Linked DNA regions of Arachis hypogaea: region 2 is linked to region 1. A link is a contact called in public Hi-C data. All regions are on one chromosome and are shown on one strand. The core of a region is the stretch at or near the end of the contact, and the rest is flanking DNA. Distances in the headings are between cores, read along the strand shown. Region 1 holds the start of LOC112733760. Region 2 holds the start of LOC114925061 (protein MAIN-LIKE 1-like).

Evidence for each region. Hi-C and Micro-C count contacts between places; a contact is called where the count stands out from the background.
Region 2: a Hi-C map of leaf shows a contact between it and region 1, with 1.9 times the contacts expected there. The contact joins the promoter of LOC114925061 here to the promoter of LOC112733760 in region 1. A contact is called at or near these places in 2 of 8 Hi-C or Micro-C datasets (both in leaf).

The regions. Positions count from the first base shown.
Region 1 is chr13:40,672,981-40,679,320 of arahy.Tifrunner.gnm2.J5K5, reverse strand. LOC112733760 reads right to left here and starts at 3,857. Exons shown (of 3, transcript XM_025782842.1): 1 at 3,576-3,857; 2 at 3,134-3,371; 3 at 1,593-2,776. The coding sequence starts at 3,857. The coding sequence ends at 1,593.
Region 2 is chr13:40,820,125-40,826,464 of arahy.Tifrunner.gnm2.J5K5, reverse strand. LOC114925061 (protein MAIN-LIKE 1-like) reads right to left here and starts at 3,222. Exons shown (of 4, transcript XM_029291581.2): 1 at 3,018-3,222; 2 at 1,829-2,571; 3 at 1,624-1,711; 4 at 60-1,531. The coding sequence starts at 3,089. The coding sequence ends at 1,897. LOC112738188 (plant intracellular Ras-group-related LRR protein 1) reads right to left here. Exons shown (of 3, transcript XM_025788527.3): 3 at 4,919-5,865. The coding sequence ends at 5,181.

The DNA of each region.
Region 1 (6,340 bases), core at 2,608-5,107:
AAGTCTTCTTTTAAGAACTTTAAATCCCTTTTTGTTAAAGTTCGGTCGGTTGAGGCCGAGTATCCGTTTTACTTAGACGATGAGCTTATTGAAATGTTTCCTCTTTATTAGTGTTCTGAACTGAACCAAATTCTTGAGGCTACTGAGCGGAGTAAAGAGGAAGACTTTTTTTTAGATTTTCTGATAGAAAGCTTTGCTGCCGGAGAGTGGTTGTCTATTCCTAAGCTCTTGCGTTTGTATGACTCGGTGATAGTGAGGGTTTGAAAACTTAGATAAGTAATATTTTTGGTCTGTTGTTGGTTGTGTTAATGTTGTATTTCTTTCTAACATACCTGCTTTGCGCCTGTAGGTGGACGAGTCCCCCATCTTGATCCTTCTCGGTTCCAGTCTTTCCTGAAAAAGAAAAGAGAGAGAGATGCAGGTGGCTCAGGGACTCCGAAGGAGGGCGGTGGTGAGGCTGCTCAATCTACTACTCAGCTGACATCTTCATACAAGAGGAAAAGAGATGATACTGAGAACTCTTTGGAAGTTATTTCTGAAGGTGACAGGGAGGGCGTTGGTAGTAGTAAGTCCGTATTTGATCGACAAAAAAGGCTTCACGGTTTTATCCCTGGCACAAGTCCTCACTCTTTGTGGAGTGAGCAATTTTTCATTGCCGAGCTTTCGGATAGGGTTTCTCAGTATCCTGGTGATATGCTCATGACTCGTCGTGTCGGTATGGAGGGTATGGGAAAGTTTATCCAGGTCGGTTTGTATATGCATATGTGTAATTTTCTTTCATTCTCGTTTGTTCTTTATTTATGTTTTTTGTGTGTTTCTGTTGTAGGTCGTTGCCTCGCGGTTGATGTGTGTTGGTCATACTACTGAGCTGGTCGGGGATGAGCAGCAAGTTTTTGTGGAAAGGGTTGCTGAGCTAGAAAAATTGCTTAAGGACATGGATACTGAGATAGAGGAGTCGTTGAAGGAGAAAGACGACGTTACTGTGGATGTTACAGCGAAGATGAAGGAGTCTGAGGACAAGGTTGTTCGTCTTAGAGATCAGATTCGACTTCTACAAACAGAAATAAAAGATAGTGATAAGACTAAAGGACAGCTGACTTCCAGATTGCTGTTTTAGCCCCTGAGTTTGATTGGGGTCGGCTGGATGTGACCAAAATAGTCATTGATGGGAAGCTTGTTGTGGACGGGATTGTGGAGGATCACGACGAGAACGTCCCGCCTTCTTGTTTATGTATTTGTATTTCTGTGACTATGACTTGTGTATTTTGATGTTTGTTTGTCGTTTTGAACTTAAGTAACCTTTATTTGAGCTGACCAAGCTCGGGTCAGTTTGACAATCTGGTATTTGGATAATATATAGTTATGACTGCTTGGTTTGATAATTTTGTATTCAGAAGTAGGATAGAAAAAATAGGAATAGATCGGTTATTCATATATCATTGTGTTTCTCTAAATTCGACAATTTTACAAGTTGGGCGTCTGGCCTCGTTAAAACCCTCCTTAGGTAAAACCCTTATATGGGAAAAAAACCGCTAAGGGGGAAAAAGTGTACCTTTATCCGCGGATTTGTACAAGTTATGATATATACAACTTTAATGAAGATATATTCCAGTTTCTTGATAATGGGTCGCCTTACAGTGTTTGGAGTTGGTAAGCCCCCACTCCGAGCACTTTTGAAATCCGAAATGGTCCTTCCCAATTTGCGGTGAGTTTCCCGTGAGATGGGGGTCGTCTTGCCTCCTCGGTTCTCTGAGGACCAGGTCACCTTCGTTGAACGTCCTGGGTACTACTCTTTTGTTGTGCCTTATTTCTACTTGTTGTTTCATTGCTCTTTGTTTAATAGCAGCGATGTCCCTATCTTCCTCCACGAGGTCTAGCTCGGCCTTTCTTGTATCTATATTATGATTGTGATGGTAAAACTCGAACCTTAGTGTGGGGATGCTGACCTCGACTAGTATCAGGGCCTCTGTTCCATAGACAAGTTTGAATGGGGTTTCGCCTGTTGTAGTTTGTATCGTCGTGTTATAGCTCCATAGTATTTCTGGGATCAAATCTGCCCATTCACCTTTTGCATCGCTGAGCTTTTTTCTCATTGCCTGCAATATTATTCGGTTAGCAGCTTCGGCTTGCCCAGTTGTTTGTGGGTGTTCGACCGAGCTAAAATGGTGCTGTATGTTAAAATTTTTCAAAAATGATGCAAGTATATTATCTGTAAATTGTCTACCATTATCCGATATTATTTCCCTTGGTATTCCGAACCGGCATATGATGTTTTTCCATATGAAAGATCGTACCTTCTCAGCCGTTATTCTTGCTAGTGATTGTGCTTCTATCCATTTTAAGAAATAATCTATTGAAACCAAAAGAAATTTTACCTCACCTAGCGCTATTGGAAATGGGCCGAGGATATCGAGCCCCCATCTGTAGAAAGGCCAGCTTACTTCCATACTGTGCATTACCTCAGCGGGCTTCATGGAGATAGCGGCATGCTTTTGACAGTTGTCGCAGGTTTTGACCTTTGTTATGCTGTCTCTCTTCATCGTTGGCCAGTAATATCCTGTTCGGATAATCTTTGTTGCCAGAGCTTGTCCTCCTATGTGGTTTTCACATACGCCCTCGTGGACCTCGTTCATTACTTCATTTGCTTTGTCTTTGCCGAGGCATTTCAGTAATGGGTATGAGAAACCACGCCTGTATAGCTCTCCTGATACTGTTGTAAAAAGACTTGCTTTTTGTCTAAAGTTTTGAGGGTTGGTCTTGTTGTTGGGTATGATTCCTACTTTAATGTATTAAAGAAAAGGTATTCTCCAGTCATTTGTATGAATGGTGTTTATCATGTACAATGATTCGATGCTAGGTTTTTCTAGTGTAAGTTGTGATAGTGTCGATGTGTGTGTGCTTGCTCTAGTGGTAGCGAGCTTAGATAATATATCTGCCCTATTGTTGTTCTCTCTATGCACGTGTAATATGATAAATTTATCGAATTTTGAAATAAGATCCTTTGCTACGAGCCAATACCGCTCTAACAAAGGATCTTTTACCTGGAAGTCTCCTTTGATTTGTTGAACCACTAAGAGGGAGTCACAATATACTACTAGGCTTTGTACTTGGAAGCTGAGGGCGAGCTTGAGACCTGCTATTAGCGCCTCGTATTCGGCTTGGTTATTGCTTGCTGAGAAGTGGAATTGAAGTGATAGCTCGGCCATTACTGTTTCTCCCTCCTTTAATACTATCCCGTCTCCACTTCCTTCTCGGTTTGATGCGCCATCTACTTGCAATTCCCAAGTCTTCTCGTAGTGTTGCTCATCAGGTGTGAGCTCGAAAACGAAGTCCGCCAGGATTTGTGACTTCAGAGCTGGTCTTGATTGAAACTGAATATCAAACTCAGAAAGTTCGATGGACCACTTGGTCAATCATCCCGCTAGTGCTACGGCTAGTTATTCTATTTTAGGGTATCTTCTTTCTGTTGGCTGCATGACTCTGCTGACAAAGTATACTAGCTTTTGTGTTTTTCCTGCCTCAGTGACAAGAACCGAGCTTATAGAGTAAATGGAAACAGATAAATATAAATATACGAGTTTACCAACTTCTGGGCTTTGTAGTACTGGTGGTGAAGACAGGGTGGCTTTAAGTTTGGCAAATTCCGTCTCGCATTCCTTTGTCCACTCGAATTTTTTACCTTTTGATATCGTTTGGAAAAAGTGATATGATCGGTTTGATACCGTTGGCAAAAATCTTGACAAGGCGGCCACTCTCCGTGCTAGTTGTTGTACTTCCTTTATTGTTTTCAAACTTGCCATATTAAGTATTGCCTCACATTTCTCAGAGTTTGCTTCGATTCCCCGTGAAGTCAGCATAAAGCCGAGAAACTTGCCTCCTTGTACCCCAAAAGCACATTTCTATGGATTGAGTCTCATGTTATATGCTCGAATCTGACTGAATATTTCCTTGAGGTCTTCACAGTGCGATCTTTCTGGTATGGTCTTGGCGACCATATTGTCCACGTAGATTTCCATATTTCGACCTATCTGTTGATGGAATACCTTGTCCATTAGTCGTTGATATGTTGCACCTGCATTCTTTAGACCAAATGGCATTACTCTATAACAAAAATTCCCATGTTCAGTTATGAAAGCTATTTTGCTCTGGTCTTCTGGATGCATAAGGATCTGGTTGTAACCAGAGTATGCATCCATGAAGCTTAAGCTTTTAAATCCTGACACATTATCTACCAGTTTGTCGATACACGGTAGTGGGTAGGCATCTTTCGGACATGCCTTGTTGAGGTTTGTAAAGTCGACGCACATGCACCATTTACCTGAATTTTTTCTTACCATTACCACGTTCGAGAGCCACGTGGTGAAGCAGATTTCCTTGATGAAGTCGGCACTAAGTAACCTCTTAGTTTTTTCTAACGCTGCCTTTGCTTTTTCCGCCCCGAGATTCCTCTTCTTTTGAGCTATAGGTCAGATCGTTCTGTTGATGGAGAGCTTGTGGCAAATGATGTTTGGGTCTATTCCTGGCATATCTGCCGGGGTCCAGGCAAATAGATCGGCGTTGTCTTGTAGTACCTTTATAAGCTCCAATTGTTCTTGTCCTTGAAGGGCTCGGCCGATGTAGGTGAACTGTTCTGATTTCGATGTTAGGGAAACTTTTTGAGCTTGTGCGCTGGTTGAGGTCTTTCTTGGGTGTCCTCTCGAGGGTCGAGCTCTGCTAGGGTTAGTACTTCGTTCGTGCTGTTGATGGCCTTGACCTCTTGTTGGTATTTTTGTCTTGTGTCGATTTTTTTTAGGCTTGCATTGTAACACTGCCGAGCTTGTTGGCGGTCCGAGTGGAGTGTTGCTATCTTGCCATCCTATGCCTGAAACTTAACACATAAATGTAAGATAGACACTACTGCCTTGAACATGTTCAGAGCGGATCTTCCGAGGATAATATTGTAAGAACTGGGACAGTCGACTATAAGATATTGGATATCAATGGTCTATGATAATGGGGTGTCCCCTATTATCGTTTTTAGCCATATATAGCCTTTAATTGGGACCCTTTCTCCAGAGAACCCTACCAGTTCTCCGGATGAAAGTTGCATGGTTCTTTCAGAAAGTTTCATTTTTTGGAATGTAGAATAAAAAAGTACTTCTGCGCTACTACCTGGGTTCAAAAGGACTTTTCTTACCAATAGTTCGCCTATTTGCATGAAAATCACCACTGGATCGTCTAAGTTCGGGATGGCCGAAGACATGTCTGTCTGGCTGAAAGTGATTTTGAGATCGGTTGTATCTTTGTTGCTTGGTGGTACTGTCCCTTCAATTGTCAGCATTGCTCGGTAGCTTTGTTTGTGTGCCGAGTTTGTTTCGCCTCCCCCGGCAAATCCTCCGGATATGCAGTTTATGATCCCTTTTCGGTGGATTAGGGTTGGACCATCTATTGTCATCTTTTTCTTCCGAAGTTTGTCGACGATCTTCTCGGTCTCGAATGTCTTCCTTGTTTCTTCTTCCTTCAACATATTTGTCCAAGAGGCCTTGCCGGGCTAACCTCCCTAGTAAGTCTTTGGCGATCACACATTCGTCCGTCGTCTGCCCATACTTTTGATGGAAAGCACAGTGTTTGCTTTTGTCTACAAATCATTGATCCTGGTAACTTCCTGCCCGGGCTGGAGGTTTTATTATTTTAGCGTTGAGGATCTCTTTTCTTATTTTTTCTCTCTGTGTTGAATCTGGTGTAATTGTCAAATTTTGGGGTGAGCTTGAATGACTTCCTTGGTTCCTTGTTGTTTTGCGATCTTATGGTCTTATCTTCTTCTTTCCTAGGTGTTTTCTGTCCGTTCTTTCGGCCTCACAGAGTTCTTCAATCTCCATTTGTCCGGCTTCTCTTTCTCAAAACTCTTCCAGTGTCTTCGGTTTAGTCACCACGATTGTCTCCCGGAACTTACCGGGTCTGAGGCCGGCCTTAAGGGCATGCAGGTGGACTGCTGGGTCCAGATCTGGTATTTCCATGGTTGCTTCAGCAAATCTGGTCATGTATTCTTTTAAGCTTTCGTGTTATCCTTGCCGGATGGTACCAAGGTAATCCAATCCGTGTACGTATATCCTTGAAGCTGCGAAGTAGTCAATGAAGGACCTTGCCAACTCTTCAAATGAAAAGATCGATCCTACAGACAGCTTAGAAAACCAAAGTAATGCAGCACTATCAAGGTAAGTAGGAAAGGCTCGACAGAGTACAGGTTTATTGTTAGCGCTGTTAAAAAACATCATGGATTGAAATTTTTTAACATGAGCACGGGGGTCACCAATCCCCTTATATGGCTCAAGAGTAGTGGATAGCACGAAATTTTTTGGCA
Region 2 (6,340 bases), core at 1,973-4,472, 150 kb before region 1:
TGAATTTGAGTATAGCTAGAAATCCCATAAATGCAAAAGTTGATAACTATAGTGTTATATGATTCAATGATAATACATATTCACTAATCCACTAGGTAAATACCAGATTTTGAAGTACAATAAGATTAAGAAACAACAAGGAAAAACAGCTCTAAAGTAACAACAGTAGTCCACATGGGTATCATACATGAATGAACCCTAACGTCCAAAATACATGAAAAGTAAATCATCTAAACAAGTGGGAGCCTGTCCCACAATGACGGGGTACCCGTGGCCTCTGACCTTTGCGGATAAACGGCTCCTCATCCTCTATCTCATCCGCGTCTTCATGCGGGGCAGGCTGTGCGGGTGGCGCAAAATGGACAGGTGCGGCAGACGGCCCGGCGACAGACTCTGATGCAGCGGTGTAGGCGGAAGGTGGGGTACCTCCCAAACCAAACTGGTCACCTACAGGTGTCGTAGCAGGCTCGTTCAGATCAACATCTAAGGGTGCCTGCGTGCCGGGGGTCTGAGCACGCCTCCTGCCCGGCTCGTCCTCCTACATGATAGCCGTAATCTCCTCTAGAAACCGTGGACTGCCGAAGTCCGCATCAAGCGTATCTGCGCCAAGGAAGTCCTGCCACTGTGATCCGGGAATAACCCATGGAGTGCCGTCCTGCTGAGGCTGGTCGTCGGCGGGTACTCCAACAAAGTAATGTCCAAAAGGTCCCGACCCAAGTCCAGCGTCACTAGGCTTAGTCCCGTCACCCATCCCTGAGCCATACCACTCACCTCCGTGCACCCCATCCTGGGTACTAAAACCAGCAACTGCAGCCGCCCCTGCACCATCCCCGCCCTCGGGCCCATTCTGATCATCGTCATCGTCCTCAGGGTCAGGCGCAGCGGCATGAACCGCATCACGCCCTCTACCTCTGCCTGGCTGGCCTCGTCGTCGACCCCCAGTGGGGCCGGCCTCGTCATCATCCTCCATAGCACGCTCAAGCCACCCCCAGTCACGCTGGCTACGCCGTGTTCCCACGCGAGCTCTCCTCTCAACCCGCCGCCTGTCCGGCACGTCGTCAGGACAATCCATCTCAGGAACTCGCCCAGCTCCCCGCTGTGAGGCCTCAACAGGAATAGCAACGGCTCTTGGATCTCCCAACTGCGGATCCGGAGACAAGAACCTCTTCCCATGCTGACTCCACCACTCCAGGAACTCATGCGACGGACCAGGGTCAGCAACAACATCGAACCTCAGCACGCTCTCCGTACGAGACTCCCAATAGAGATGCCACTTCTGCAAATGGTAGGGGAATCATCGATCGCCGCCTCTGCCGTCCTTCGACATCAGAAAGTCGATGTTCAGGGCGGGATGTGGACGGGGCTGCACCCCTCCAAACTGCGGAAGAACCCTATCTATCTGATGCCACTCTATGACGGCAAAGTAGATAAGCGACGTAACAGACCGCCAAAGCACCATATGCCGAGGCTCCAAAACCTCGGGATGCACGACCTGAAGTACGTCGGTGCTGCTGTACGGCATCCAGATAAACTGCACCAAGAACTATACAGTGTCAGGGCAACTCATGAACCCAACTCGTAAAGCGTGGTTAAATAAAGAAACTTATTAAGTAACATACTGACCTCTCTATCCTGCAACCGGTCTATCCAGAGCCTCCACATCTGAACTCTAGGACTCTTCTCGCTACTGGAAGGGATGTAACCTGACCACCTGCATCATGCACATGTCTTACCGCTACTTAAATGTGTGCTTAGGGTATCCAATACATTATAAATGAACACGTAGTTATGTATAGTAAATTGAAATAGACAAGGCTTAGTACAGTACCTCGAGGCCAATGGCCAGCTGAACGTCTCAAATCCTGCAGGCCTAAACCGAGAAAATCGCCAGAAAATTCATGACTGAAGTAGCTGAAGTGGGCCCGCTAGCTTGATAACATTTCTGTTCGCCACTCGGCACATGCACCGGTACAACCAGGCCAGTGCTGCAGAACCCCAGCTGTAGGTCCCCATCTCCTCCAGCCTAGCTACAAACGGAAGCCATCTGATGTGAATGCGGTTGCCGGACTTGTTCGCAAACAGCTGCGTGCCCAACAACATCATGATGTACGCACGGGCATATCGACGCACAGTATCCTCATCAGCTCCCTCCGGGCACTCACCAAAAGTCTCCTGAAACCAACTGCAGTTGACCGCGTACTTCTGAACCTGGCTAGAAGGAGGTACCACTCCAAGCAACTCCTCGAACCAAACCCAGGCTGGACGGCCACCCTCGATGTATATCTGGAACTCTGATAGGCAGCCGCTGACGTAACGCCCGTCCACTGGCAAACCCAGCTGGTATGCCACGTCCTGGAGTGTGATCGTGCACTCTCCGAACGGCATATGAAACGTGTGCGTCTCCGGACGCCATCGCTCGACGAACGCACTGACAAGGGCCTCGTCCAACCGGAACCATCTATCGTTCAGCCTTGCAAGATGGTAAAGACCTGCCATCTGCAGGTACATAACGTATCTGTCATAGAAGAGCATGCCCTGCTGCCGCCGCATGCTCCTGATGCATCGCTGAGGCTGCGGAAGAAATGAACCGCATTATTAGAACCAACTTAATTACCAGTGACAAACATAATCAACACGATAATTGATAAACCCAAAATTCGTACTAAATATGACCGCTTAAAAATCCAAGAACAAGAACCACTTGCATAAACAACTAACATAAGAAACCAGCATAAACCACTGACATGAAAGATCTAACATAAAACAACCACAACTAAACCGCTAACATAAACCACTAACATAAACCGTTAATGTAAACCACTTACATAAACCACTAATATAAACCACTAACATAAACCATTAACATAAACCACTAACATAAACCACTAACATAAACCATTAACAGAAACCACTAACATAAACCACTAACATAAACCACCAACTAAACCACCATCTAACCCGCATGCAAAACCACTAACTCACATGTACCGGTAGAACAAAGTTATTTCCGTACTAACCTCCTCGTTGATGACCCCAGCTATATGGGCGACTCCGTCCAAGCGATATAACCGTGCCGGATCGTCCCCCATCAGCAGAGTATTCCGTTCAGGTCTTTGTCGGAGAGAATCTGGGTCGTTTTCTCTGAGATTTGGTGGGGTAGTAGAAGGTGAGAATGGTTTGAATGAGGCTGATTCAAACTCCTTATATAGCCCAATCACTAATAATTCGAACCAGGGTGGTTCGAATTACTAAGAACCCAGCATAAGTGTAATTCGAACCAGGGTGGTTCGAATTACTTGAAGACCTAACTTACCTATAATTCGAACTGGCTTGGTTCGAATTACATGCAATGCTAGTTCGAACCAGGCTGGTTCGATTTAGCTTCAAGTCTTTCTTGGTAATTCGAACTGACCTGGTTCGATTTATTGCTAAATGCAGTTCGAACTAGCCTGGTTCGAATTACATTAAAATACGATTTGGCTCATTGCTGAATCGAATTTCAGTTTGGCTTATATACGTAAATTTAAAGTGATGTTGGCTTATTATGGTGTTTTGCCCTCATCTTTTAAAATAACAGAAGAATAATTTTGTCTGATGAGACTAATTTCTGAAGATCTCTAGAAAATAGAAATTTATTGGAGGAGCAAAGTGTTTGATATAAAATTTCTTAAAATTTAACTTGGGTGTTTATTATTATTATTATGGAAGATTCCTAAGTGAGTTGAAAATAGAGGTTAAATCAAGAAACTATTTTTGATAGATTATAAAATTGATTGTGCAGTACACGCAGATAAGGAGATTATTTTGTTCTTTTTGTCTTGTCTCGAAGTATCGAAACAGAAGATGATGATGCAGAGATGATAAATAGAGAATGAATAACATCACGATATATTCTGGTTTGGTTACGAAGTACAATACGACCTACATTCAATTTCTACTTTCTACCATAAACATATATTCTGGTTTGGTTACGAAGTGCAATACGATCTACATTCAATTTCTACTTTCTACCATAAACATTGGTAAAATTTTTACTATAAGCAAGATTGATTATAATTACCAATTTCAAGATATTCACACTTTTATTACTAATCTAAGCTATCCAAACTTAGTAACTTTTAAGTGTTAACTTAAATAAGGAAAATCAAGTATACTCTAATTTCAGTACACTTTCGAAAATAATCACTCAAATAAAAGTATAAAATTATTTTTGTATGGTTAACTCACTTTTCCTTTTATATCTCTCAATATAAATTTAATTTTAAAAATAGAAAAATTAGAACACACTCAATAACAAGAAATAAAGTTATATCAGCAAAGGCTATGTTTTTTTATGTTGAATCGGTTACCTTCTTCCTTGAACAGAACTTCGTATATAAGACTTGTTGATATGATCTTCAGTGATAGAAATCATTGCCTTATTTGCCGAAGTAGCTGTTGCACTCTTTAATACCATAGCCATTAGCTTTGAGTGAAAATAACTTTATTGTTTGGTTTGACAGTAATGTGCGACAATTTCTCTATTGTAAAGCAATCTGATTCTTGAAGATAATTGTCAATTATGTGTTGTTTTGTACGAAATCATGGATTGTTTGATTGTGAAACTTAATTGCTTATTTATTAATACCTACAATGTTTATAAATAAGTTAAAATAAAAAAATATCAATTATATTTGTTATCACAAGGATTAGTAACCAAATCATGACTCAACAATTATTATTATTATTATTATTATTATTATTATTATTATTATTATTATTATTATTATTATTATTATTGAGGATATCCTTTTCTTTAGAGATAGTTTTTGCAAGTGAGCGAGATCATTCTGACCAATTTTGTTTAAAAATTCGCCAGTTGTCTTTTGTGAGCAAAATGTTTGATGGATATAAAATGTCAGATAGATAGATAGATAGATAGAAGAGTAAAATTGGCTATAAGTTGATATGGCAATAAACTTCAAATTTACAAATGTACTGGCCTATAGTTAACACACACCCCATGATTGCTAGAGTTTAACATATAGACAAGACTACTATTCTATTAGTATATGTTGGGTGAGGGGCCAAAATAGAGTGAAATTTTATATGAATGAGTGGATTTTGGCGTTTAGGGAACTCATCCACAAAATTTTTGATCTATTTTGATCCCAACAAAACATTCTAAACTGCATTGGCTCTCAACTAAAGGAACGACGAGGTGAGAAGATGCGAAGAGGTGAGAGCATCCCCATGAAGCCGCCAGGCGAGGCGAGACCATCGATGGACTGATGCTTAAGCTTGGTGAAACCGTCATGTTGCGGCCGTTTCATACCACTATTGATGCGTCCTTGGAATGTTCCACACTTGACGAAATTCTTCACCCACGACTTCTTCTTTTTGCTACTCTGGTCCCCTGACGAGTTCATCTTATGACACAAGAACTCCTTCACCACATTTAACCCTTGCTCAACCACCTCCAATGGCGGCGAAGCAAGCGGGTTCCCATCGACACACAACTTCTGGAGCTTCTGGAGGCACCCAATGGAATTGGGCAAAGTCTTGATGTTGTTGTAGCTAACATCAAGCTCAGTGAGGGACAATAGAAGCCCTATGGAGTAGGGTAGTGTGTCCAAGTACCGGAAGTTCTGGCTCACATTGAGCGTCTCAAGGTTGACTAGGTTCTCAAGGTCTTCGGGCAGAGACCTTAAGCAGTTAAGGCGCGCGTCGAGGACCTTGAGGGCCATAAGGTGAGAGGTGGAGCTTGGAAGGAACACAAGCTGGTTGGAGTTGACGGACAGCTTCTGGAGGTTTATGAGCTCAAACCCTATTGTATCCGGCAACTTGCTTAACTTGTTGAAGTTAGCATTCAGTTCTTCTAAGGCTCTGGTGGGTCAAAATTCAAAGCCATATGCATACACGTTAATAATTGTTTTGAATAAATTGTAAGCAATCTCCGGTTTTAGATTTTGTGACGTAAGAACTACTAGGACTGATTAATGGATTGTGGAATTAACAGACTGAGGCTAATAACAGGACGTTATATTTAGAAAATTTTTATATTCTTGTTGTTTTCATCTAAAGTATAAATTATTATCTGTGGCTTTGGAACAGTGTGAAAGATTAAAAATTGAAATTCTTTGTTAATCAAAACTTCCTCGGTCAATCTCTTGGAACGTAACCCTATGTACGATTTCCCGTTCAAAGTGTCACGGACTTATAAACAACTACAACTTTTTTTTTCTTTTCTAAAATAAATTTTCAACTGAATTTATTTTAGCCAGGTGCCGTCCACCTTCCATTTTATTTTATAAAAAGTCAACTATATAGCTATACATCTAGAGAAAAACGAAGATATATA